6 separate regions of the Mus musculus genome follow, and regions 1, 2, 3, 4 and 5 are each linked to region 6. Evidence: chromatin contacts called from public Hi-C, HiCAR-type and promoter capture Hi-C data. All regions are on one chromosome and are shown on one strand. The core of a region is the stretch at or near the end of the contact, and the rest is flanking DNA. Distances in the headings are between cores, read along the strand shown. Region 1 holds the start of Ppih (peptidyl prolyl isomerase H). Region 2 holds the start of Svbp (small vasohibin binding protein). Region 3 holds the start of Ppt1 (palmitoyl-protein thioesterase 1). Region 4 overlaps Ppt1 (palmitoyl-protein thioesterase 1). Region 5 has its middle 23 kb from the start of Cap1. Region 6 holds the start of Zfp69 (zinc finger protein 69).

Region 1 (4,511 bases), core at 452-2,951, 1.6 Mb before region 6:
ATGGACTACTGCACACACAGAGACTTGATGGTGTTAGCTAGTACACCAGCTATGGCCCTTCGCTTTGCTTAGCCTTCCTTGAAGAACTCGGAAAACACATACTACTTCACAAGAATGCTAGGGAGGGTTACAGACTGTAGCTTTAAAGCCCTTATGTGGGAGACATGGACATTTTCAGGATTAGAATAGAGCAACTTCTGTCAAACTCTAACAAAAAATAAGTAAATATATCATGAAAGCCAGGCTCCTACAGATGACTGCCTAGCAACGGTAACTAGCAAAGCCTCTGCTGAAGTCCTGACTGGCGCCAGGGAGATGGGTCAGTGGGTGAAGTGCTTGCTGTGGCAGCCTAAGGATCTGAGCTTAGACCTCTGGGAGCACGTGGCCACGCACCTGTACTGAACAGGTACTGAAAGGGTACAGCATGCTTTCCTTGGCATCGTTTCTGCAATACAGCATTCCACCAAGTCAGGGATGACTTAAGGCGCTGTGCATAGGCTTCATGGTGTTCAGTACCAAATCCAGGGCCTTATGAATGCTGGGCCAATTCTCTACCACCGAGCTACAGCCTCAGCCGCGAACATGCCATTTAAAACAACAGCCGTAAGCCTCACAGAGTTTGAACTCAGGTGTGCAGGACTGCCTGTACAGATACCAAGCAATGACTGCATTTCCAGTTTTCCAAAAACCTCCCTTACCTGTGGAAGGTGCTTCCTTTGTATCCTATCGGAACGCCATCTTTTCTGTAAACAAAGAAGGAAGAGACTTGGAATGGGGAAACACAATGGTGGGCCTTTCCCATTTAGGCTACACCAGAGGCTAAAAGGGCTCTCACTAAGATCTGGAGGGGGAAAAAGAGAGAGAAAGAACCCATTCAAGGTGTCACCCTCTCTCTGCATATCATCTTCCATTACTTAAGACCTGTTCATGGTTCTCCAATACCCTCACCAAACATCCAGGGCACCCCTTCAGGAGTAGGCAGAGAAATCAAACACATCTGAGACTGACCTGAACTCTCCGGTGCAGAATTGCCTAAAGGGAAAGAGAGAGCAAACGATTTAGCCTTCGTACGATCACTGCTTGAAGCACCTCTAATCTCTGGAGAGGAGAGTTCAAACACTGGGGCCAGTATGTCCGCCAACTAACTGATCGGGCGGATGTCAGGGCAGGTAGACTAGTGATAGAAGTTGATATGGGATCAGTCACAGCCGGTAGCTGTTTGGCCAGTGAAATACCCAGACCACAGAGCTGCAAGGCAATGAATAGATGGACAGAGGCAGACATGGCAAAGACCGACTGGAGGCCGGCTTCGGGCTCAGCTCTGGTTCACTTGGAGCATATCCTTACCTAAAGTTCTCTGCCGTCTTAGGCACCACGTCTGCAAAGAGCTCGATTTTCATGCGACCAACTTCCTGCAGAAGAAACGGGAGACGCAACACTCAGCTCACGACCGCTGTCCACGAAGCTCGAAAGCTCCCACCTCCCTCCGCCGCCTGGCCCAGCCGGTCTCGGGAGGGCTATAAGGGGCTGCCTCCCTTACCCGAGGCCAACCAGCCCGCACGGGCCGCTAGGTCGCCCGCACCTCACCTGGCCGCCAATGCTGACATCGAAGAAGACCACTGGATTGACTGGACTTGAATTTGCCACCGCCATGGCTTTGACCCGGAAGTAGAAACCCGGCTTCCGGTGGCAGGTCCCGCGAACTTCATCCGGAGCGCAGACGCAGTGGAAACGGACCGCGATTGCGCCCCGCCCCGGAAGTGTGGCGCGCGCTGAGGTTGTTGGGAATGGTACTGTTTGGCTGAGCTGGTCGGAGCTGAGGGGAGGAAACGCAGGCATCTTTGTCAAAGTCTGTGGGCTCCCCACTTGCATGACTGTATTAGTGCAATAGAAATGAATCTTCTGCAGACAGCATGTCCTGAGCAGTCACACTTGGTGTCCCCTGTCACAGCTCATGAGCCGAGGATCCCTGAGTCACCTTCCATATTTTAAAATGGTTTGTTACTGTAGCCTGGCTCAGTCGGGTGCTGGAAATGTAATTTTATTTATTTTCTTATGATTGTAAAATTTTTTATTTTTTAATTCACATTTACATCCCCAGTGCTGCCGCCTCTCCCGGTTTCCCCACCCCCTCCTTCTCTTCTCCTCTGAGAGGGTAGAGACCCCCTCTGGTTTTCCCTCCACCTTAGCACATCAAGTCTCTGCAGGGCTGGCCTCATCCTCTCCCACTGAGTCCAGACAAGCAGAAGAAACGAATTCCACAGCAGGGCAACAGCTTTTGGGATAGCCCCTACTCCAGTTGTTCGGGACCCACATGAAAGACCGTGTGTGTGTGGGAGGGGGCTAGGTCCCGCCTGTCTATGCTCTTTGGTTGGTGGTTCAGTCTCTGAGAGCCCCAAGGGTCATAGTTGACTCTTGGTTTTCCTGTGGAGTTCCAATCCCCTCGGAGGCCCTCAGGAGTCCTCAAGCTCCATCGGATGTTTGGCTGTGGTCTCTGCATCCCTGAGTCAGCTCCTGGGTGGAGTCTCTCAGGACAGCCATGCGAGGTTCCTGTCTGCAAGCACAACAGTCTCAGGGATTGTTGTTTGCCCATGGGATGGGTCTCTAGGCTAGTAAATCGTATGGGGCTTTGCCTATTTAAAATGCTGTTTGCCACTGCTGGTAGCAAAGACCAGGAAGTAAAGGCTGGCTTCTCTTATACCACTTTTACCAAGTACCCTTCTGCCTCTGTTTTGGAGGGCATTCAGTTGCTACCCCCCCCCCCTCTTTTCCTTCTCTCATGCTTGCTCCGGCCCAAAGATACTTATATGTAAGTACACTATACTTGTCTTCAGACACCCCAGAAGAGGGCGTGGTTGCTGGGATTTGATCTCAGGACCTTCGGAAGAGCAGTCAGTGCTCTTACCCACTGAGCCATCTCTCCAGCCCTGGTTGTTACACCCTTTAAGGTTTTTTGGTTTTTGTTTTGTTTTGTTTTTGCTTTTGGTTTTTTGAGACAGGGTTTCTCTGTATTGCCCTGGCTGTCCTGGAACTCACTCTGTAGACCAGGCTGTCCTCGAACTCAGAAATCTGCCTACCTCTGCCTCCCAAGTGCTGGGATTAAAGGCATGCACCACCACTGCCCAGCTTAAGGTCTTTTTTGAAACATTTTTTCACTTTTTTTTTTAATTTTAAGACAGTCTTGCTGTGTATCATGGGTTGGCTTTGAACTCTTCCAACTTCCTATCTCAGCCTCCCAAGTGCTGAAATTACATACATGGATTGCTATATTCTTTTGGAACTGGGGCTGGAGAGATGGCTCAGGAGGACTAGAGTGTTCCAACACCCATGTGTCAAACTGGGTACCCTCCACATGCCTGCATGCCCAGCTTCGAGGAGGGTGGATGTTCACTGGGGCTTACTGGCTTCCAACCTCTTGGAGAAAACTGGAAGCCCAGGTTGAGGGAGAGACTCTGCTTCAACATAATAGGTGGTAGATGACAGAGGAAGCCATTCAGTGTCCTTTTCTGGCCTTAGTGCCTGTACAGATGTACATATCCACACATGTGCATTTACAGAAATGAATATTAATACTAAAACTACAGAATTTGAGAAAGGTATTCAATGCCAAACCTCACTTCTACATGAACATTCGCCCTCAAAAATGTATTTAAATGAATGTTTTATTGCCAGTCAGTAGTGGGACATGTCTATAATACCAGAACTCTGGGGGCAGAGACAGGCAGATCTCTGAGTTGATCCACAAGAGCAAGTTCCAGGACAGCCAGGGCTATACACAGAAATCTGGCCTTGAAAAAAAAAGTATAATAGGATACAAATACTTCAAGGAGCTATTGGCACTTGATAGCTGCTGGAAGAGGGGGAATCAGATTGCTTTAGTGTAGCACCTGCTTCATTGGAAGCCCACACAGCCAAGCATATTTGGGCATCACAAATTGGTTTTGGTGAGCTTTAGAAAGGAGAGAGACAGAACACCAAGTTGGGTAGGTAGGGCAGTGGGGGTGGATCTGGAGGAAGTTCTCAAAGATGTAATGGAAAATTCAAATCAAAATACATACATTAGCAGGGTGTGGTAGAAGATGCTTGTAATCGCAGTATTTGGGAAGTGGAAGTAGGAAGGTCAGGAGTTCAAGGTCATCTAGCCCATCAAGTTTGAGGGTAGGCTGACCCTGAGATAACATGAGATGTTATCTCGAAAGTTCCCAAATGAGGGGCTGGTGAGATTTCTTGGCAGTAAAGAGTTGCAGACTGTTTCCCCAGAGGACCCAGGTTCAATTCCCTGCATCCATTTGTCTCAACCATCTGTCATTCAAGTTCTAGGGGGATCTGAAACACATAACAGCACTACACATAAAGCTTTTGTTGAGTCCTCCAATGAACACATACTTGAATAAGGACACTAAGTGCAAAGCGCAGTGAGTTGCACTGACAATGCGCGAGAAGGTTGCAAGTGTCCCTTATTGCACCCACTACCCCTTGCATGGCACTAAGTAAACCTTTCTATTTATTCA
Region 2 (4,396 bases), core at 291-2,790, 1.8 Mb before region 6:
CTAAAAAGCAGGTCTGAATGTGTCTCCAGAGGCCAGTGTCTTCTAAACCCTGTCTAAAATGCTTGTTTAGCACTTACTAGCTGGGTAATCTTGGACTTAACTTTTCCATGCCTGTTCCTGTTTAGAAATCATATTGGTACACATATCTTTATGAGGAACAGGGGACTTAATAATGCAATGGCCTCAGAGTATTGCCTAGAACAGAGGAAGCCCCAAGGGAAGCAGTTATTGTTATTTCTCAGGCTCTTCTCCTCCTTGGCACCTTTCTTGCTAACATAACAAATGAAAATGATAGCTAGAAATTTTAGTTTACACCCTTTTGATTATCCGTGGGGCTGTTTCTCTCCCTCCTTCTCCCTCTACTTCCACCTCTCACACTCTGTGTGTGTGTGTGTGTGTGTGTGTGTGTGTGTTGGCTGATATACTTCTGATTCCTGTGGTGGTTTGAACATGTTTGACTCAGGGAGTGGCACTACTAGGAGATGTGGCCTTGTTGAAGGAAGTGTGTCACTGTGGGGTTGGGGTTCGAGACTATTCTCCTAGCCACGTGGGAGACAGTCTTTTCCTATTTGCCTTCAGAACAAGATGTAGAAAAATGGCTCAGTGGTTAAGAGCACTTGTTGCTCTTGCAGAGGATCTGGTTTTGGTCCCAGCACCCACAACTGCCACAAATGGCAGCTCACAACTGTCTTTAATATCAGTTCCAGGGGATTCTATATCCTCTTCTGGCCTCCAGCACCATGCCTGCCTGCACACTGCCATGCTTCCTGCTATGATGCTAATGGACTGAACCTCAAGACCTGTAAGCCAGCCCCAATTAAATGTTGTCCTTTATAAGAGTTGCTTTCGTCATGGTGTCTTTTCACAGCAATGGAAAACCTAACTGATACAATTTCTGTCCGGCTGAGGGTATAGCTCAGTAATAGAAGGCTTTGCCTAGCACATGCTCTGGGCCCTGAATTTGTTTTGTTTTGTTGAGACAGAGTCTCACTGTGTAGCTTTGGCTGGCCTGGAACTCATTATGTAGACCAGGCTGGCCTCCAACTCATAGAGATGTTTGTGCTTCCCCTTCTCAGTGCTAGGATTAAAGATGTGCACCACCAAACTGGGCTAGGGGCCCTGTATTGATAGATAGATAGATAGATAGATAGATAGATAGATAGATAGATAGATAGATAGATAGATAGATAGATAGACAGATCATTTTTTTCAAAGCTTTCAAAGCATTGTGGTAAACAGGATTCCATTTGATCCTCCTTATAGATCTATAAATCAGGAAGGAAGCAATCAGCAGTCCTGACTTTCTTGATTTAGAACCTGATGCTCAGAATTCCAGTGCTAGCCAATTTCAACCACAGGAATCAGATTCTGCCTTTCAAAGCCTTGCAGTTGTCCCAGAAACTAGAAGCCCGGAAAAGCTTTGGTTACTTGTAAGAATGTCCCTGCCCCAGGCCCCGCCCTCCAGCCCCAGGCCCCGCCCTACTCGCCTCCGATCCCGCCCCTCCCGCTCCGGCCACGCCCAGGTGTGCTCGCTGCGCGGGCGCAGTGGCTCCTGCGGGAGGGGCACCTCAGGCCGCGGCCCCGCCCTCCCCGGCGCGCCCCGCCCAGTCCAAGGGCAGCGGGCTGGGCGCTGCGGTCCCGCGGAAGGGGGGAGCTAGGGTGAACCCCGCGTGGGGGCTTGTCTACGACGTGGCGGAGGCCGTGAGCCCGAGGCCGGGTAAGGAAGCGCACGGACCCCCGAGCCGCCATCTTGCTACGGAGGGGCCGGGCGGGCGAGCGGGCGGGCGGGGCTGGCAGAGGGGGCTGCCGCGGACCGAGTGGCTCGCCCCTCGGCCTCTGAGACCCGGCCCTACCGTACGCCCCCGGGTTGGAGCTGCTTTCTCGGGCCTTCTCATCTGCTGCTCACCCGGGGTTGGTAGGGAAATGGCCAGGAAATGACTACTGTCCCATTGTGCAGGAAACTGAGACTCAGAAGTGAGGAGACTCGACTAGGAACGCACAGCAAGGTGCTGGCAGTGGGACTCCAGGGCACCCTGCCTCACCTGCCAAGCTAGGGAGTTGGGAGAAAGGACTAGCAAGCGGTTCTCTTTTTGTACCATCAGGTCAGAGCTAACCAAGAAGCATTCAGAAGCCAAACCATGGATCCACCTGCCCGGAAAGAAAAATCCAAAGTTAAAGAACCAGCCTTCAGAGTGGAGAAGGCTAAGCAGAAATCTGCCCAGCAGGAGCTGAAGCAAAGACAGAGAGCAGAGGTGAGATGAAGGAGGGAGCTCTGTATGCCTGAGCGAGCTGGAGAGGGTGCTGGAAGAAAAAAAAAAAAAAAAAAAAACCAGCAGAGGAAACTTTACTAGGGGTCCCTGCTTGTCCCAGGCATTGGTCCCCCCAGAGGGAGAGAGTCCAGCCAGGTCCCAAACGGTGAAGCGGAAGCCCAGAGTCACATACCAAGTTAGTGTCAGAATCCCAAGCTGGACCGGGTCTCCAGTTGCCTCCTGGCGCAAAGCTTTTGTGTTAGTGATCTGAGGAATGCATGAAAAGAGAAGAGGGTAGCTATGGGTGGGAGAGGGATCAGGGTGGGAGGAGAAAATGAACAAATGAATGAAGGAGAATGCTTGAAGTGCCAGTGTGACCCGTGACCCGGTACACATGGGCATTTGGTGCAGAGAGTATCTAGTTGGTGAGCGGGATGGAAAAAGCCCTCACTGGAGAAGCCTGACAACCTGAGAATCCATACATATGCGGAAGAAGAGAAGGTCTACATAAAACTGACCTCCACACTTGCTGTGGCACACACACACACACACCACCACCACCACCACCACCACCACCACAGCTACAGCAACAGCAGATTTAAGTGTCTGCTCATGACCGTGTAAAGGCCCAAGCTATGAGCCCACCAGTGTGCTTCTTTGTTCTCTCAACACTTAACAATCATTTAAAGATAAAAGGCTTTAAAATGTTTACATGGCTAAGGAACCACATCCAGACACGAGTATTTTAATATCCAGTATTAGGGAAACGCTTGCTGGTCTTTTCTGCCTCTTTGTTGTGTGTGCTTGTGAGGACATTTAAAGTACAGGAGACACCTGCATATTCAGCTTCTCAGACTGGTAGTGGTTAGTAGTAGTATCGCATTTTCCTAGAATTTTCCTAAGATAAATAAAGCCACATAGAAATGTGACATCTCCTTTGACTGTTTGTCCTATACCTCTTCTCCCTCTCTGTGGCTAAGCCCTTTTGTTTAATGCATTTCCATTCAAATAGATGAATACATTACCTGTGCGAGTATGTTTTGTTTGCATGGCATTTTAGAGATAGTCATACTACTCTTAAGAATCTGTTTTCTTTGTTCTTTATAGTGTCTACATTATAAACATATTTTTAAAAAGATGTGTTTTTCATTATGTGTGTGGTGATATGTGACCATGAGTTCAGGTGCCCTTGGAGGTCACACAGCCCATCGGATGCCTGGAGCTGGAGTTACAGGTGGCTATAAACCACCTGACAAAGGTGCCGTGTGGACCCAGGGTCCTCTGGGAGAGCAGCAAGGGCTCTGAGTCACGAAGCCCTCGCTCCAGCCCCTGGACCACCTCATTTAGGATGCCTACCCATTCCTCCTGTGATGGGTGTTGTAATTACTTAGTTTTGCTTTTTACAAACACTTGTATGGTGGGGGTGGGGGGAGACCCTTTTAGATGCTTCCTTGGCACCTCTGCTAGGATTCCTGTCGGGTATTTGACTAGAGCAATTACCGGTGTCAATCATTTCTTCTAGATATTGGCAAATGGCTTTCAGAGGATTCCTCAAGCTGGCACTCCTGTTGACAGTGCGAGACATGTCCTGTTCCTTTTGGTCTGACAGTTGATATTGTCAAGCTTTGTTTATTGGATCCATTTATTAAATAACCATCCAGCTGCTGCTGTGGGTGGGCAGAAGTGTGTGGACACATGCCTTGCCAAGACAGAGAAGAGTGCTGCCTTCCTGGGGCATGCATTCCAGTAGTCTTAGTGATTTCAGAAGCCTTCCATTCTGTGAACACATGTGTCATGGCTTTACCCAGACCCAAGCTGTTGATCTTAATTGCTTTGTGCCTTAGCAGGCAGTTTGAGGGTGCTGTAAGAAACAGTGCCCCACCCCCACCCCCAAACTGTTGTGCACACACTGAAAGCTAGACGTGGAGGGCTTTGTTTCTGTCCTTCCTAGCATCTACTTATCTGGCTTCCATGCATTCTTCCCAGGTGATCTGGGAAAGGATGCTTGTGCACATCCCTTCCTCGACGCCTCTTTGGTAAAATGAGGGTGGTGGGATCTACCTCACAGTGTAATGAAGAGTTGAAGTAGAAATTACATAGGTAAAGCACTTACCACAGGGCCTGGCACGCTGCAGGCGTTTGATAAC
Region 3 (4,102 bases), core at 1,416-3,915, 1.9 Mb after region 6:
ATCTCCCCCAAACTCAAAAATGAAGAACACTAATGTTACGTGGGAAATCAGAGAAATAGAAACAACCTACCTCATGGGCATGTGTGGAAACTTCAATCCAACACACACACACACACACACACACACACTGCCTTCTTCCCCTTTCTCCATCCCTCTCTTCAACCCATGCCTTGGATCCAATTGCTCTGCCTTTGAGCCACACCACCAACCCAAGAACATACTTCTCATATACAGAATACAAACAAAATACTTGGGCCAGCAAGATGGCTCAGAAGGGAAAAGGCACCTGCCACCAGTGGGCAACCATCTCTGGGACCCAAAGTGGTAGAAGTAGAAGGAGAAAACTGACTCCTGGAAGTAGTCCTCTAATCTCCATATGTGCGACATGGGATTTGTGCATTTATACACATAGCTACACACACACACACACACACACACACACACACACACACACAAATAAACCAAAATTTTATTTAAAAAAAAAAACTATCCCTGATTTAATATGCTTCTCAATCCATTTTCTAAACTAATAATTGTTTTTCCTTCTATTCCATAGGTCTTTGGAGTATGGTGTGGTTGCAAATAGTAAGGAGAAAAAGGTTGCTTTCCCCATGTTTGCCACTGCAACTTCTTGCTGCTGAAGCAGTTTATGTGCAATTTTCAATGTGTACATATATCACTATATTCTGATTTTAGAAGTTATTTCCATAGACTGTATGGTGAAAAATAACTGTAATTCTAGCAAGGAGGCAGAGGCAGGACAGCTGCCCCAAGTTGGAAAGAGAGAGACAGAGACATACAGAGAGAGAGAGAGAGAGAGAGAGAGAGAGAGAGAGAGAGAGAGCCAGCAAGCCAGCCTTGCTATGTATCCTTGAATCCTTGCTATAAAAACACAAATCATACAGCAATGTATAAAGTAAAGAATGAGCTGAGTATGGTGGCCAAAGCCTATAATCCCAGCACTTTCGAGGCAGGGACAGGAAAAGCAAGAGTTCAGTCATTCGAAGCTACATAGAAAATTCCAGGCCAACTTGGGCTACTGAGACCTATCTGGTTTCTTTCTCCATCCCTCTCACCTCATATCTGAGACAAAGGCTCCCACTGAACCTGGAACCTGGCGATCTGATTAGACTGTGGCCCGGCAGCCAGCAAAACCCAGGGATCCCCTTGTCTTTGCCTCCTCCACACTGGGATTGCACTTCCCTACACCTGCGGGTGTGGCCATCCAACTCAGATTCTACGCTGAAGCAGCAAGCACTTTAAAGACAGAGCTGTCTTCCTGGCCCCGGGCCTATTTTTGCTTTCCTTTGTTTTTACTCTGATTTATTTGTTTACATTGTGTGTTTATGAGTCTCTATGGGGACATGTGACTGTCGGTGTATAGAGCTCAGAAGACAGCTTGCACAACTTGTTTTTTTTAACCTCAAGCTATCATAGTTCTCAAGAGGAAAGGATCAGGAATGGCTTAGTGGCCATTGTTTTATCCAGCTGAACAATCTAGCTGGCCCAACGCTTATCAGACTGTGCACTGTATAATGCATCCTAATCCTGTATTTTAATTGGCTTTCCAATTACTAAGTAACTGCTGGTTTCAGTGGGGTGGTACAGAAGGGTTTCATGTGGGTGCACAACCGGTTATTCTTCTAGATTTTTCATATGTCGCTCTCTACAAGACTACTTCATCCTTTATAAAGCCGGTGTCAGAGAGTCCCACTGTACCGTGAATACACCCTATTTAACAGATTCCTTTAAACATTTTTAATGCTTTTTTAGGGGAAAAAATGTTTGACACTGTCATTGAGGTGCCGAGGCTGCACTGAGGGAATCTAGAAAAGATGTGGGAGCATAGACAGGAGCCTCTGGGCTATAATAAACCAGAGTGGAGCTTGGATAGGACGTAGCTATGTTTCCCATCTTCCTAGTACATGAAATACCTGAGAGTCCATGACAGCCTGGAAGTCTTATTACATCTTTAATAAGATACTTTTTTCCCTCTTCAGGAGTCCAAACTTCCTCCTCCCTAATTACATCTTTAGCTTTTGAAACCCCATCTTAGCTTTACGATCCAAACCAAACCTCACCATGATATAACTTGCCCTGGATGAAAATCAAGTCTCCCTTCCCCAGTCCCGACACTGAGCCTTTTCTTCCAAGGGCTATAAGTACTATGGCACTGTGCTGAAGAGTTTTCTGCCTCCGCCTCCGAGGACCTTACCTAATTTCTCACACATGTGCTAAAATAAAAACAGTCTCCTAGGGGGAAAGCACCTGCAGCCAAGCCTGATGGATGACCTCAGTTCAATCCCTCTGACCGCTCCTGCAAGCGGTTCTCTGGCCTCCACACATGCGCTGTAGAACGCGAGCCGTACACATATGAAACGCCCACACATAGAATTAAAATTACGTGCAAATGACATAATTGTTAGCGAATAAACAGCTCTTTTCTGCTAATACACAGCTGAAAGAGAAGGCAAAGTTCCGTAGGGGGAAGGGGGAATTGTCACCTAGGCGTCCTTGGGTGTAAAATGAGAGCAGTGCATAAGATCAATTAAAAGATGGAAAGCCCTTATATAGTAGAGTCTGGTGGGTGTTAAGCAATGAATAAACGTCTCTGTCAGGATGCAGAGCCCGGCAGGGGGCGTGGCCACCGGAATTACTTTGGTCCACAGTCCCCGCGGTCATGTGATTGCTAAGATGGCGTCGTCCTGTTCGCGGAGGCTGCTAGCTGCCGCTCTGCTGCCTTGGTGCTGCGCCGCCTGGGCCCTGGGGCATCTGGACCCACCTTCACCACCACCGCTGGTGATCTGGCATGGGATGGGTGAGTGGGCGTGGACGGGGGCATCCTTTTCCCCCCTCGGTTCTTAAATCTGGAAAGACGATAGGGATTCCACAGCACCCGCCTAGTCCAAGGTTTTCGGATTTGTTGCTCTGCACGGAAGGGACGACAACCAGGTGTCTTTAGTGAGTGCTCAGTGAGTATTGTGCACGGCTTGGTTTATGCTTTGTTAAAATCCTGGCAGCAGTAGCATCAGCCTGCAGTATCTCACAGTCAGTCCAGCCTGCCCCTGCAGAGCTGGACTGCACACTCAGGCTTTCATTCCTTCACATCTGAATAGAGATCTACCAGGGGCCTTCATGTCCTTTATACAGTTACCTCAGAGCACCTGCTATACCTGAGCATGAAGCATTCTCATCTTTCTGGAACTTGCTGTCCAGTGGGGGAAACGTATTATAAGGAAATACGGGAAACTTGTCAAATGGCCAGGAGTGCAGTGAAAACAGAAGATAGAGCCTCAGGTGTGAGCTTGTGCTTCTACGGAGCAAGTTAGAACAGGAAACGGGATTCACCCAAGAGTGACAACTGAGTAGAGCTTAAGAGGATGCAGCACCATGGAGGGAGCAACTGGCCAGATCCTCCCTCCCGCCCCACCCCCCCGGAGCTCCCAGGGATTGGACCACCAACTAAAGAGTACACATGGAGGGACCCATGGCTCCAGCTGCCTATGTGGCAGAGGATGGACTTGGACATCAGTAGGAGGAGAGGCCCTTGAACCTGAGAATGTTCGATGCCCCAGTGTAGGGGAATGCCAGGGAGGGAAGACAGGAGTGGGTGGGTGGGGAACACCCTCATAGAGTCAGGGGGAGGGGGGATTGGATAGGGGGGTTCCGATGGGGAGACCTGGAAAGGGGAAAACATTTAAATGTAAATAAAGAAAATATCCAATAAAAAAAATAAAAGAAGGAAAAAAGAGAAGAAAAAAAGGAGGACGAGGGAAGATGCCATAGGGACATGTGGTCACAGGAGCAGCAGGTGCAAAGGCCCTGAGCTTGGCAGACTAGCATGCAGAGCAGTGTAGCAGGAGCAGCGGGAGCAAGGGAATAAGAGGGTGGACAAGTATGCTGGGGCTTTTAAGATTAGTGTAAGGACTTGGAATTTCACTAGGAACTTGTGAGGTGGTAGAATTTACATTTGTAAAGAACTGTTCTAAGCCCTTTGTGCTAGCTAGCAACTGTAAAGAGCTAGTTTAGGAATGTAACTCCCCAGCACTCCGGAGGCAGAAGCAGGAGGAACACCCCGAGTTTGAGGCCTGCATGATCTACA
Region 4 (4,516 bases), core at 947-3,446, 1.9 Mb after region 6:
AATGTCCTGGCTAGCCTTGAAACCACAGAGATCCACCAGCCTCTGCCTCCCAAATGGTGGAATTAAAGGGGCCTGACACAATGTTGGCCTTGCACATGTAAATCTATTGCTTAGAAGCAAACTGAAGGAACCAGTTTAAAACATGCTTATAATCCTGGCACTCGAGTCTAAGGCAGGATTGCTACAATTTCGAGGCCAGCTAGAGCTGCAAAGCAAGACCCTGTCTCAAAAACAAACAAAACGAAGATCTGAAAGGGGGTGTCATCTTTTTTAACCGTGTACCTCTAGTTTAATACTGAAGGGAAAGTGTGTATCTTGAGAGTAATTGTTAATATTCTACTGGGTTAGTCTAAAACCTTCAGTAAGCCTCTTGGATTCATTATGTCCTTTCTCTCTACAGGACCGCCTGGGGCTAAAGAAAATGGACAAAGCAGGAAAGCTAGTGTTTCTGGCTAAGGAAGGGGACCATCTTCAAATATCTAAAGAATGGTTTACTGCCCACATCATACCTTTTCTTAAGTGAAGCCCTGGCACTTTATAGCAGAGTTCATGAAACCACAGCTCTTCCAAGCCATGTACATAGTTCATGCTCAGCCCTGAACTCTAATCTAGCCTGCAACCAGCCCTTCTCTCCTCTTATCATCTAACATACCCTACTTGGAAAGATCTAAGATCTCAATCTTATCCTTTGCCGCCTGCTATCACCATATGGTGTTGGATTCAAGTTTAATTAGCTAATAACCATGGAGATTGTTTTACAACTTTGTGATATGGTCAAGCTCCCGTTTAAGAAATGGGAGTCTGTTGTTGCAGATCAGTAATTGTGCCTAAAAGAGACAGAAGTGAAAAAGAGACAAGCTCTGAGGGCAAAACCCATACAAATTTGGAGCAAATAAAAGCCCAGGTCTGAGATGTTCACACAAGCAATTTCTCTGCACTGCTGTGTGGGCCGTGCATGATGTTTCCCCATCATTTCTTAAGACTGTTTTCCTGTGTAAGTGTTGCCCTCTAGAGGTACCTAGCAGTCACCCCACAAGCCTACCATCACGTCCCCTTCAGAGCTCACCTTGTATCCTTAATCCTCAGTAACAGAATTAGTCACACAGGGGGGAACTGCCAGCAGGGTTGCTTAGGAAAGGAAATGGACCTTCTCTTCTCTTCTCTTCTTTGAGACAGGGTTTCACTCACTTTGTAACCCTAGCTGGCCTGGAATTCACTATGTAGAGCAGACTGGTCTTGAACTCACAGTCACAGAGATCACCTGCCCCCTCTGCCTTTCAAGTACAGGGATTAAAGGCATGCATCACCACAGCCTACAGCAATGTGTGTCTTATATACTATGAGATAGTGAGGGAGTATAGAAGTGAAAACCAGGTGTCTGTTCTTGCCCTTAATATTATAAGTGGCATAAATGTCACACCATTGCAAAGAACGGGAGAAATAGTCTAAAAAGGTGGGGCTTTGGCATTCCTACCCTACATCCTATTTACCAGCATACATCAAACTGCTGCTGATTTGATTCCTCAAGAAAATGATTGGGGAATATTGTAGACTTCTTTTCCCTCCTATTAAACAGATGATAACTTTGATTGTTAAAGAAGAAACCACCCTGATCCCCCATTTCCTACAGTTGAGCATGGACTCCCTAGTGCCCATGCTGAGATCTCAGCATGTTCTAGATGGGTCCTCTAGAGCACGGGTTTGGAGAAATGACTGTTTTCATGAAAGCACCATTAGCACCACAGAATTCACCCACTGCCTGTTTTTCCTTTTCCTTTCTCAAACCTACTCAAATAAAAGGATGAGGGTTAAGGGCAGGAAGTGGGAGGATCTAAAAATAGTTTTGAGATTGTCTTTAAAAATAATAAAGAGTAGTTTCTTATACTTGGTATCATTTTCAGTATTTTCACATCTCTGTACTGAAAACATCAGGTGAATAACTAAACAAGTTTGGTATTAACTTTATTCTATTTTCTGTATAATTTTAAGTACATAAAGGTTTATTTCCACAGGCCTCAGGTAATGGGCAGAAGTCACAGGACAATCTTTCTTCCTCTTTTCCCACCAAAAAAAAAAAAAAAAAAAAAAAAAAATAGGAAAGGAAAGGTTGCATATTTTGGTCAGTGTGTCCTAGAGGGAGCACTGGGATTTTGCAATGCTGTGCAAGATTCTGATGTAAGTCGAGACCTAAACAGCCGCCGTGGAGGTCATAGTCCTAGTCAGGTTCCTGCGCAGAGGCCCTAAGCTGCCGAGTGACAAGCAGAAGGGTGAGTGGAGGCAATGACAGTCATCTGGCAGGGAGGAGGAACGCCAGACTCCTTGGAATGCTGTGGTGGTTTTCTTTAAAGTTGTTCCCCATGGGAATCAAGGCAGTCATCCCAGGGGGTGGGGGGAAAGGGTTTAAGACTTCCTTCCTCAGAAAAGGACACTGCTACTGTACTGCAGCTGCAAGGGAATGCCTGCTATGTTGTGGTTGATGCTGACCCAGGATGGAATGCAGATGAAGGATGCTTTTAGGAAACAAGTCTGCTTGGAATGCTGGGTGGCAATCCTTAGCTTTTGGTCGAGTGGAAGCCTGGCCTCACTTGTCAACAATGAAAACTAGGTTGGTTAGAACCTAATAGACTCCCTGGCTCCTGCCCCCCATGCTCACTGTTAGGAGAATAGTGTGCATTCTGATGTTTGGTTCCAGGGTGTTGTGAACCCTCAGGGACTGATTGTTGGTAGAATGACCCCCAAAGCTGAAAGCTTCGGTGCCCCAGTCTGGGCCTGAAGCTCTGTAAGCTCAGCCTGTGGTGCAGCTGCGCTGATGCCGAGAAGCTGCACCTTCCGGTGAAGATCCACTGACCTGCTGTCCCGCCCGTCTCAGCCTGAGGTATATTTCAGTGAAGGCAGGTAGCTGGGCTTCTCAGAGCAGAGAAGCAGTTTAAGAGCAGAAAGGTAGAGGAAATCTAGAAAAGAACCGTCTCCATACAGATGTATCCCATGGTGTGAAGGGAGAGGGCACAGGACCCATGTATTTGCTTATCCAGCGATTTCTGTCACTGTGGTGACCAACTTCTGTCCGTTCCACAGGGTCTTGAACTGCTCGGGGACTGGGAACTCGTTCTGCAAAAAGGAAGTAACAGGATGATGGGGCTGGAGAGATGACTCAGTGGTTAAGATCACTGACTGCTCTTCCTGAGTTCAATTCTCAGCAACCACATGGTAGCTCACAACCATCTGTAATGGGATCTGATGCCCTCTTCTGGTGTGTCTGAAGAGAGTGACGGTGTACTCACATATGAAATTCCTAGCCAAATGGATGGACCTGGAGGGCATCATCCTGAGTGAGGTAACCCATTCACAAAGGAACTCACACAGTATGTACTCACTGGTAAGTGGATATTAGCCCAAAACTTAGGATACCCAAGATATAAGATATAATCTGCTAAACGCATGAAACTCAAGAAGAATGAAGACCAAAGTGTGGACACTGTGCCCCTTCTTAGAATTGGGAACAAAACACCCATGGAAGGAGTTACAGAGACAAAATTTGGAGCTGTGACGAAAGGATGGACCATCTAGAGACTGGCATATCCAGGGATCCACCCCATAATCAGCTTCCAAACGCTGACACCATTGCATACACTAGCAAGATTTTGCTGAAAGGACCCAGATAGAGCTGTCTCTTGTGAGACTATGCCGGGGCCTAGCCAACACAGAAGTGGATGATCACAGTCAGTTGGTGGATGGATCACAGGGCTCCCAATGGAGGAGCTACAGAAAGTACCCAAGGAGCTAAAGGGATCTGCAACCCTATAGGTGGAACAACATTATGAACTAACCAGTACCCCGGAGCTCTTGACTCTAGCTGCATAAGTATCAAAAGATGGCCTAGTCGGCCATCACTGGAAAGAGAGGCCCATTGGACACACAAACTTTATATGCCCTGGTACAGGGGAACGCCAGGGCCAAGAAAATGGGAATGGGTGGGTAGGGAAGTGGGGGGGAGGGTATGGGGGACTTTTGGGATAGCATTGGAAATGTAATTGAGGAAAATACGTAATAAAAAAATATTAAAAAGTAAAAAATAAATTAATTAATTAAATTAAATTAAATTGAAAAAAAAAAGAGCACTTGCTCTTAACTTGAGCTACTCATGTAGTGGCTCAGAACCATTTGTAATTCCAGTCCCAGGTAACCGGGCACACATAGGAGTGAGACAAGCTTAACCTCCCAGCCATGCTGCTTGCACTGTGCACTGTTCACTGTTGAGAGATCTGTGGTCCTGGACAGACTTAGCTCTAGACAACAGCCTGATTTGGGGGGTTAGTCTTATTCTTACTGAACTATGAAAGGCAGGAATGACCCTCCCTCCCTCCCTCCCTCCCTCTGGAGCTCCCTTCATGGACTACCTGGCTTCTATATGTATTGTTGAGATTTACCTACAAAATGCCAATATCCACCAAATAGTTTTCTCTAATTCAATAAGTATTCAGTCCTGTTTCAGTTGTCTGAGACAGAGTAGGAAGAT
Region 5 (4,432 bases), core at 1,109-3,608, 2.0 Mb after region 6:
TTTAAGCACCAGTGCCATTTTAACACGTTTCCTAGGACCTTTTCGTTGTATTTTTGGTTTGGCTTGCTTTTGTTCTTTGTTTTTATGCAGCCCTGGCTGGCCTGGAACTCTCTACATAGACCAGGCTGACCTCAAACTCACAGAGTTATGTCTGACTCCAGAGTGCTGGGATTAAAGGCGGGTGCTGCTATATCCAGCTCTCCTAGAACCTTCTTAAGAAAGTCTTGGTTTTTTTGTTTTTGTTTTTGTTTTGTTTTAGACAAAGTCTTGTGTTACCCAGTCTGTCTGGCCTCCAACTTAATATGTAAGCCAAGGATGGCCTTGAATCCTGATCCTCCTGTCTCTGCCTGCCAAGCACTAGAATTGCAGGCATGTGTCGCCAGGCCCTGCTGTAAGAAACTCTCTCCCCCACTTGATTCAGACCCAAAGAAATCAGCTTGGGGACTGGAGTGGGAACTGCCTTTGCAGAGGATGTGAGTCTGACTTGCAGCAGCACACATACTGTGTGGCTCAGTCGCTTGTAACTCCAGCTCCAGGTGATCTGGTGCCATCTTCTGGCCCCCAAGGGCACCTGCATTCCTGTGCACATACCCACATACAGATATACATACACATAATTTAAAAAATAAAATACAAGGCTGAAGAGATTGCTCGGTACTGTATTCATTCCTCTTGAAACCCGGAATCAGGCAGCTCTCACCATGTGTAACACCAGCTCCAGAGGATCCGATGCCCCCTTCTGGCCTCCATAGGCACCGACACACATACATACATAGACATACACAGATGCATAAGTAAAAGTAAATTTAAAAAAAAAAAACAACTCTTTAAAAATAATAAAATGAATCTTTAAAAAAAAATTAGTCTGGGGCAGGAGAGATGGCTCAGGGGTTAAGAGCACTGATTGCTCTTCCAGAAGTCCTGAGTTCAATTCCCAGCAACCACATGGTGGCTCACAACCATCTGTAATGGCATCTGATTCTCTCTTCTGGTGTGTCTGAAGAGAGCAATGGTGTATTCATGTACATAAAATAAATAATAAATCTAAAAATATTCATCTGAATTGATAGTTTCCTTTTTTTAAGAAATCAGTCTGACCAATGTGGTGGTATATTCCTTTAATCCCAACACAAGGAGGCAGAGGTGAGTTTGAGGCCAGCCTGGTCTACATATGGAGTTCTAGTCCAACCAGGGCTACATAACAAGACCTTGTCTCAAAAACAAAACAACAACAACAAGCTCCCAAAACAAAACAGCAGCAGCAACAACAACAACAACAAAAAATCAATCTGTGCTTGATTAGGTTTTAACTGTTTATGTAGAAGCTCAGTTGTATGCTTGAGAAAAAAATCCAAGGGTCAGAGGAGGCACCAAAGAACAAATTCATCAAAAGGACTGACTTGAAAAGGCAAGGAGAGAGAGAGCCACAGGGACCATACTACACAGCAGGAAGACACTGTTCACATCGCAGTCCACACAAACCACAGTTCCTAGAGGTTTGTATACTGCATGCTATTGCTATTACGGTGTCTGTGTGTATGAAGTATGTTGGTGCCACTGTGCATGTGTGGAGACCAGAGGACAAGTTTCTGGAATCCACCACTGGTTAAGTCCAGGGATCAAACTCAGGCCCCTCTGGCTTCCAGAGCAAACGCTTTTACTTGAGCCCTCTTGCCTGCCTGTAGCACCCATCTTATAAAGCCACACCTTAGGGAGTAGTTCTGAGTTCAATGTGTCAGAAACTCCTGGCATCTTCCCAGAAAGCTTTCCTAACTTTGCACACTGTGGAGGCATGCTGGGGAGAAAATTGCCAATGAAGGTGTATTGAAAAATCTTGATCATTGCAATTTCACTCACTTCTGCCCCCTCCTCTTTGCTTTGGTATTCTCCCCGCTGAGCTAATGTCAAAGGAGTTCCCTGGCTACCAGTAACAGGAACCAGCTCTGACAAATTTAAGAAGGGGCATAAAGCTGATCGTGGTGGCTCATGCCCTCTAATCCCTTCATACTTGGGCTAGCTAGCAAGATCTTATGTCAAAATTTAAAATATTTATTGAAAGAAAAAACGTGAAAGATTCATAGACTCGGTACAATCCGGAAAAACTTGCAACCAGAGCAGTCGAGTGTTATATTAAAATATACAGGGTCGTGCTGGTTCCAGATATGCAGATTACAGACAAATCTCTTAATACCGCTACCTACCCTGGCGTTAATCAGCTCCGCGTGGTTTTTGCCCTTTCGTCTCCCACTATTTTTTTTTCCCAAGAGGAAGCACTCCCAATCGGCTTTGTTGTGATGGGATGTCATCCTCTGACAAGAGGGGCTTTGAACCGTGACTGACAGCCCCACGGAGACAGTGTGCAGTGTGGGAAGGGCCTTCTCCAAAAGAAAGAGATAGAACGCTGATAGAGGAAAACAACAGATGTCCTCCGCATTCCAACTGCGGGTTGCCAAGCAACATCTTCCCACGTTTTAAAATACCATATACAAGTTTTAAAATGCTTCTGTCTAACATAATATGATTATTTCAAAGGCAAACAAAAGACACACTCAGCTCCTTCCAAAAAGACACAACCCGTGTCCAGCAATGGCATCCATCCCCAACCCCCACACACCCTGGGTCCCGTCATGATCCTCCTCCATCCCCGATCCCCACACACCCTGGGTTCCATCATGATCCTCCTCCTTAGAAATCTGTGGACAGACAACAAATTTAACCAACACACACACACACACACACACACACTATACACAACACACATAATTCTAAGATGAGAGAGGGATAATTACCTTTTTGGGGAGTGGTAGGGGACCTCGAGACAGGGTTTCTCTGTGTGGCCCTGACTGTTTTGGAGCTCGCTCCATAAACCAGGCTGGCCTCAAACTCAGAGATACACCTGCCTCTGTCTCCCAAGTGCTGGGATTAATGATGTCCACCACCGAGCTAACTGCCTTGTAAATATATATATATATAACTTTATGCATAGTATTATATGTAACTTACACTTCTACAAAAAAAAATGATACATAAAAGAAACGGTATGCTCCCCACTTACAGTCAGTCTTACCCCTAATATGTGTAGGTTTCATATGGTTGGTTGGTTGGTTGTTTAGTTCGGAGTTTGGATTTGTTTTCTTTTGTTTTGACCTGGGAAGGATGGGGGGGGGGTCTTTTTGGTGGAGGTAGGGGCTGGCCTGGAACTTTGTATGTAGACCAGACTGGCCTTGAACTCACAGAGATCCTCCTGATTCTGTCTCCAGATTACTGGAATTAAACACGTGTGCCACCACACCTGACTTTATTTTCGTTTTATGTTTTTGTTTGCTTGTTTGTTTTGTTGAAATTATACGATACCAGCGAAGGGGAATTGTTATCATATGTGCAGTGCTTATACAGGCCAGAAGAGGGCAGCAGATCCCTTGGAGCTGGAGTTACAAGTGGTTGCAAAGCTCCCTTCTCCCCCTCGTGTGGGTGCTAGGAACCTTACTTAGATCCTCTGGAAGAGCAACAAGCACTCTTGGCTATTGGGGTATCTCTCTAACCCCTCACCCTGGCATAATTCGGTCCTCCCATCCCCAGTCCATGCCATCTGGCCATTGGCTGGCCAGCACCTTATTTGGTTTAGTGTTTTGCCAGGTGGGCTGTGGAACTCAGCCATCAAAGTAGCTCGTAACGATTCCCACCCGCCTGATATCCACACCCTTGTGTAGTGTCCTCCCACCTGAAGTATACGCCAGAATATTTCCAGATGTTGGAATAGCATTGCTATCTGTTCTCTCATACTTACCACCCTGGATTTCAGTGCCGCACTCGCTCCGGACCCTGGAGATTTCGCTGTGTTATGAATCAATTCTGTACCTCTTGGCTTTTTAACCCATTGTGGCTAAGCATTCAGAACAATGACGTTTTCAGGTTATCTAATCTGCAGGGTCACTGACGTTGGAAGACTGTGTGTTCACTTTCCTATCTTCCGAGTAGAATGAAAACTCTGTACGATCAGGGAAGACACTCTCACAACTGTGCTCGGGTGACCTGGGACCCAGAGGCATTCATTTCATGGTTAGTGAGTGAATAAGAGAAACCAAGGACAGAAGAAGTGATGTGACTGTCATGTGCTGTCTTTTGCTGGAAAAAGGTAGTGGGCACTTTTTGTTTTGTTTTGCTTACACAGGAGATCATTACATTAATTAGTTTATTTTAATTTGAATAATGGAAAGGCACATAGAAGACTGCTGTCTGCCGGACACGATTCTCTTTCAGAGCTGCAGACACTTGATCCTTGAGACAAATATCATTGTTTAACCCACAAATAAAGAAATCTTGAGTTTACTTCTATTGATTGCTTTGTTTTGTTTGTTTTCTTAAGTCTGAGAAAGCTTCCAGGGGAAGTGGAATTTGGCTAGGCTGACTTAGTTTTGGTACTGACAGGACA
Region 6 (4,665 bases), core at 59-2,558:
TTAACTACTGCACAGGGATGCAGTGTTGAGACAATGTTAGGTCTACTAAGTTAACAATTAAGACCTTTTTATTTTAAAGCTGTACAATAAACATTATCTTAAAGTTTAAAAAAAAAATCACGGGCTGAAGAGATGGCTCAGCAGTTAAGAGCACTGACTGCTCTTCCAAAGGTCCTGAGTTCAAATCCCAGCAACCACATGGTGGCTCACAACCATCCCTAATGAGATCTGACACCGTCTTCTGGGGTTTCTGAAGACAGCTGCAGTGTACTTATAATAAAGAAATAAATCTTTAAAAAAAATTAAAAATAAAAAAAATCACATGCGTTTATTTATGGGGGTGGAGGTCACATGCCAACTTTTGAGAGTTGGTTCTCTCCTTTTACCAGGGCATCAGACCTGTCTGCCAAAGCCTTTACGGGGCCCCAGTGGCCATCATGTTTTAGAGTTATTTTAGAAAACAATTAGAAAGCTCAGCTTGAATATCTCAGTTGATAAAACAGTAATTCACAGGGCTGCGCTTTGTCATAAGCCAGCAGCAACAGTCGTCATCACACACTCCAAATGCCCAGCACAGCTGGTGAAACGAATCCCCGGTTCAGATGCAATTAAAACTGCAGGGTTATGTGCTCCCACAGAGCTGGAGAGGAGGAAATATAGTATGTCAAGTGCAAGTAGAACCACTACAGAACTGACCATAACAGCAATTTGGAAACAACCCGAATCCATCATCTGAATCGCCCATTCAGCATATGAATAGTTGTGGACACTGGGACCAGATTCAGTGGACCTGATACCCAAACGCAGCTCTCTCTCGGGGAGGGGACTGCTCTTTGAAGTCTGGGGGAAGAGGAGGAAAGGTGAAAGACTGCCTGTCCAAAAAGACCGGAGTTGGTGCAAATAGCCCCGACTATGTAAAAAGTCTCGTCACTAAGTGCAAACTTTGTGCTGTTCCTTCCGAAGGAGCTGGCAATCCCAGAAGCTTGCTGAACGACCCATCGGCAGAACTTCGCAGGCAGCCACCCGGTCGAGCTCGCAGCTCCGCAGCAGAGTCGCCTACTCACCGGAGGATCTCCGGATCCGTTCCCGCCAGCCTTCCACGCTCACACCGCGGCGCCCAGTGCGCAGCGTGGCTTCCGAGGGACACAGGACACCGTCGGCCTCCGGGCTGGACACCGGCCTCTCCCGCTTCTCACCCGCCGCACCCGGGAGCGGAGCTCCGCGCGCACAGGCGTCCTGCCCGGCCTTCTGTCCCAGCCCAGGACCTGCGGCGCCGGCTGCGGCTCAGATGCCCGAGCTCCGCCGTTTCACCCCGCCCCTCTAGCCCGGTTCGTGTCCCCGCGCCTCCACCCGGGACCCGCCCACCCCACGCTGCTCGCGTCAGCGCCCTGCCCGTGGCTCCGCCCACCCGGGTGCTGCGCGACCCAGATCCCGGAAGCCGGAAGCCGCCCGGGCAGACCCAGGGGCGGTGTCCAGCGAAGCCGGCAGCCCCTGCTGAGGGTCTCCTGTACCCCGTGGCCCGGCGAGTCTTCCTGGAGAAGCCGCTTCTCTGTCATTCTTTCATTCTTAAGGCTTCAGGATGCAGCCTTAAATCGCACGCAGTTCCTGCTCTCTCCTAATCTCCTAATTCTGGTGAATTCGATAAGTAGAAAAATAGACAATCCAAAAGGCAACAGGGGCCTAGAAAACAATAAACTTAAAAAAAAAATTCCGGGATATGTATTTTTAATGTCCCTAAAGACATGTATTAGTTTGCTTAAGGCTGCCTCCCACCCCCAAAGAAAAACACTTCACACCGGTGACTTAAACAATAGGAATTTATTTTCCCATGGTCCTGGAAGGTAGAACCCCTTTCTTCCCATATTCTCACGGCGTGTTTCCTGAGTGCCTGTAGCTAGGGGAAGTGTCTGGTGTCTGAGTTAGCCTTCCTCAGTTCCTCAATTTAACTTATCTCTTTAAAAGTTCAGTAAACATATGGCATTGAGAAAATAAAACTGAGCCCACTGGAAGATACAGAAGAGATGACGACAGAGTAAACACTTACCAGAGCAAAAATTGGAAAACCAGCATCCAGAAAGTTAATCCAAGTTGAAAGCGGCTTTTGCCCAGCTATCTGGAAAACAGACCTTTCATACTGCACATAGAGACTGGGAGGGGGAAAAATGAGCGGACTTGGGACTGATATAGGAAACCCTCTCCACATGAGTAGAACCTCGAAGGGCTGGGTGTTCTCTTTAATGTGTGTGTGTGTGTGTGTGTGTGTGTGTGTGTGTGTGTGTGTGTGTGTGTCTGTGTGTGTTTGGGATGGGGGAAGATAAGTGAAACAACATGGGAAAAATTCATGAACTGCAAAAAAATTTCGTGTCGTTGGCTGTGATCTTCGTTCAAAGTCATCTCTATCTATTGAGTTGAAGACAGTGGCACTTGGGCTGTAAATTAATTTGCAAAAAAAAAAAAGACAAATTGGCAGTAGAGAGTTTATTAAACACTACTGTACAGTTGCATCTGGTGCTCCTGGAAAAGGGATTGCACCCCTGAGAGGAGTGGAAGATCTTTGGAGTTGGCAGAACTAAAGCTCTGAGTTTATCTCATGAGCTGTTTGTCAGTGTCCCCATCTAAGGGACCCGCTGACTTCTGTCTTGCTAAGCAGTTAGTCTTACTGCACTAAGTAACTAATTAGCTAACTCTTGATTGGAACAGACACCAGGTGTCATTCAGAGTAGGCTTCAAATGCCTGTATAATACATCACAAGTCATTGGTTCCCCACAGTCCCACTCTGATTGTTAATGTGGAAGGAGGTTTGTTTGTTTTGTTTTTGACTCTACATGTTACGGGGGCGGGGGGCATCATCTTTAGCAGACAGCATTATAACTGTAAGCACCCGGCTTCCCTTCAGTTACAATGTCGAGTGCAGACTTAAAGATAAGCAAGCTGTGGGCATAGTCCCATGTGGTGTTAGGGTGCCTACTCAGTCTGCCTAAGGCTCTTCATATTCAACTCCCCAGTTCATGGTGGCACCAACCTGCAAAAATGACTGTTTCCTTAAAGAAATAAAATGTGGCTGGTTGGTGGTGGCACACTCCTTTGATCCTAGCACTCAGAAGGCAGAGGCAGGAAAGAAAGAAAGAAAGAAAAAAGGGAAGAAAGAGAGAGAGAGAGAGAGAGAGAGAGAGAGAGAGAGAGAGAGAGAGAGGAGAACCTGACTTGGAGTATTTTGGCAGACACCTGGAATCTCTAAAGTAATTTTTGAAGGCAGACTCATTGATATGTGTGTGTGTGTGTGTGTGTGTGTGTGTGAGAGAGAGAGAGAGAGAGAGAGAGAGAGAGAGAGTGTAAATATGTAAGTAACCTAATAAAGGTTTTCAGTGCATGTTGTGACTCAGGGTAACCCCTGAAAGAACAGAAACATTCAACTTCAAGTCAGTAAGGAGGGAAAGGAATAAAAGAGAACCAAGGGCAGCTGTATGCAAATAGCTCTATGCACTGGGGCTGCCTCATCACAGCTGAGAAAGTGCCCACTGCTGTGATGCTATTGGAAGAGAGCTGCAATAAGTCAAGACATGCTATCTATAAAAAGACTGTCTTAGCAGACAGCAAAGTCCCTGAGATGGAGCGTGTGTAGTAATATGCAATGGCCAGCACAGATTTTGGTATGGTTTGAGGCAAACCATGGTGAACACATTGAGGCTAGTCTGAATGACATGGGATGCCAGTGGAAAGTGTAGAACTGAGAATCAGCATGGTACAACCAACTATCTATCTATCTATCTATCTATCTATCTATCTATCTATCTATCTATCTATCTATTTTTGGTTTTTCGAGACAGGGTTTCTCTGTGTAGCCCTGGCTGTCCTGGAACTCACTTCTAGACCAGGCAGGCCTCGAACTCAGAAATCCGCCTGCCTCTGCCTCCTGAGTGCTGGGATTAAAGGCGTGTACCACCACGCCCGGCTAACTTTTGTTACATGTTTTTAGTGTGTGCACGTATATAGTCTCTCTCTCTCTCTCTCTCTCTCTCTCTCTCTCTCTCTCTCTGTCGGTGTCTCTCTCTCCACAGCATACCTATATGTAGTGTGATCTGTGGTAGATGCAAGGATGCAATAAATCAAGAGAAAATATTAACAGTGAGTCGTATTTAGATGAAAGCAGAAGTGGTACTGAGTAAATGTCTATTTTTAAGGTAAACCAAAACCCTATCATGTGCATGAACCCAGAGTAGTGTGTGTGGTGTAGTTAGGTCAGAGGTCAGCCTGAGATGTCATTCCTCAGGTGCTACCATCTTTGTTTCCTTAGGATGGGGTCTCACAGTGAGCCTTTTAGATTTTGTTTTGTTTGTTTGAGACCTTGCTGGCCTGAAACTTGGTATACAGACAAGGTTGGCCTTGAACTCAGAGACCCACATGTCTCTGCCTCCCAAGTGCTGAGATTAAAATCCTGTTCGACCATTCTGGGATGTGCCTAGCTTTTCTCCATGTATTTTGAGGACTTTAACTTATGTCTACATGCTTATACAGCAAACTCTGTAGTGACTGAGCCATATCCTCAGACTAAAACACTATCTTTGTAACTTGTAAATGTACAGTTCATTAATATTAAATTATATTCACATTGTTGTGAATGGATCACATGTAATGGAATTTATGGTCCAGAATTCATTGTGAAG

What was found. Promoter capture Hi-C pulls out the DNA fragments that hold promoters and counts their contacts. A called contact is a pair of places that touch in the nucleus more often than the background predicts. HiCAR-type assays count read pairs that join an accessible place to other places. Capture Hi-C pulls out chosen DNA fragments and counts their contacts.
Region 1: a Hi-C map of B cells shows a contact between it and region 6, with 6 read pairs. The contact joins the promoter of Ppih here to the promoter of Zfp69 in region 6. A contact is called at or near these places in 1 of 39 promoter capture datasets (cranial neural crest) and 1 of 484 Hi-C or Micro-C datasets (B cells).
Region 2: a contact with region 6 is called in a HiCAR-type map of astrocytes, with 4 times the contacts expected there. The contact joins the promoter of Svbp here to the promoter of Zfp69 in region 6. A contact is called at or near these places in 1 of 39 promoter capture datasets (pre-B cells) and 1 of 115 datasets of contacts at active chromatin or transcription factors (astrocytes).
Region 3: a contact with region 6 is called in a promoter capture Hi-C map of liver, with 4 times the contacts expected there. The contact joins the promoter of Ppt1 here to the promoter of Zfp69 in region 6. A contact is called at or near these places in 11 of 39 promoter capture datasets (the C10 cell line, cranial neural crest, embryonic stem cells and 5 more), 6 of 115 datasets of contacts at active chromatin or transcription factors (astrocytes, embryonic stem cells, large pre-B cells and 1 more) and 2 of 9 other capture datasets (adipose tissue and liver).
Region 4: a contact with region 6 is called in a promoter capture Hi-C map of pre-B cells, with 6 times the contacts expected there. The contact joins the enhancer-like site here to the promoter of Zfp69 in region 6. A contact is called at or near these places in 9 of 39 promoter capture datasets (the C10 cell line, HPC-7-derived erythroid cells, cranial neural crest and 5 more), 2 of 115 datasets of contacts at active chromatin or transcription factors (microglia and stem cell-derived neural progenitor cells) and 1 of 9 other capture datasets (embryonic stem cells).
Region 5: a promoter capture Hi-C map of hippocampal neurons shows a contact between it and region 6, with 5 times the contacts expected there. The contact joins the enhancer-like site here to the promoter of Zfp69 in region 6. A contact is called at or near these places in 3 of 39 promoter capture datasets (cranial neural crest, hippocampal neurons and liver) and 2 of 115 datasets of contacts at active chromatin or transcription factors (acute myeloid leukemia and large pre-B cells).

The regions. Positions count from the first base shown.
Region 1 is chr4:119,318,822-119,323,332 of GRCm38.p6, forward strand. Ppih (peptidyl prolyl isomerase H) reads right to left here and starts at 1,702. Exons shown (of 10, transcript NM_028677.4): 1 at 1,588-1,702; 2 at 1,348-1,412; 3 at 1,009-1,032; 4 at 699-743. The coding sequence starts at 1,653. It overlaps Ccdc30 (coiled-coil domain containing 30), which reads right to left. Exons shown (of 15, transcript NM_029286.2): 15 at 4,072-4,511.
Region 2 is chr4:119,193,770-119,198,165 of GRCm38.p6, forward strand. It overlaps Svbp (small vasohibin binding protein), which reads left to right and starts at 1,541. Exons shown (of 3, transcript NM_024462.2): 1 at 1,541-1,717; 2 at 2,103-2,252. The coding sequence starts at 2,139.
Region 3 is chr4:122,833,562-122,837,663 of GRCm38.p6, forward strand. Ppt1 (palmitoyl-protein thioesterase 1) reads left to right here and starts at 2,666. Exons shown (of 9, transcript NM_008917.3): 1 at 2,666-2,818. The coding sequence starts at 2,695.
Region 4 is chr4:122,857,110-122,861,625 of GRCm38.p6, forward strand. Ppt1 (palmitoyl-protein thioesterase 1) reads left to right here. Exons shown (of 9, transcript NM_008917.3): 9 at 401-2,066. The coding sequence ends at 523. It overlaps Cap1 (CAP, adenylate cyclase-associated protein 1 (yeast)), which reads right to left. Exons shown (of 13, transcript NM_001358035.1): 13 at 1,939-3,108. The coding sequence ends at 3,025. Among named protein-coding and RNA genes, the nearest start is that of Ppt1, 23 kb to the left of the region's middle. Within about 2 kb of position 2,197, at least 49 of the 459 cell types and tissues checked have an H3K27ac peak or open chromatin away from gene starts, as enhancers often do. A contact at or near this core is called in pre-B cells, where this site is marked.
Region 5 is chr4:122,907,348-122,911,779 of GRCm38.p6, forward strand. No RefSeq gene overlaps it. Among named protein-coding and RNA genes, the nearest start is that of Cap1, 23 kb to the left of the region's middle. Within about 2 kb of position 2,359, at least 30 of the 459 cell types and tissues checked have an H3K27ac peak or open chromatin away from gene starts, as enhancers often do. A contact at or near this core is called in hippocampal neurons, where this site is marked.
Region 6 is chr4:120,950,380-120,955,044 of GRCm38.p6, forward strand. It overlaps Zfp69 (zinc finger protein 69), which reads right to left and starts at 1,309. Exons shown (of 6, transcript NM_001384119.1): 1 at 1,065-1,309.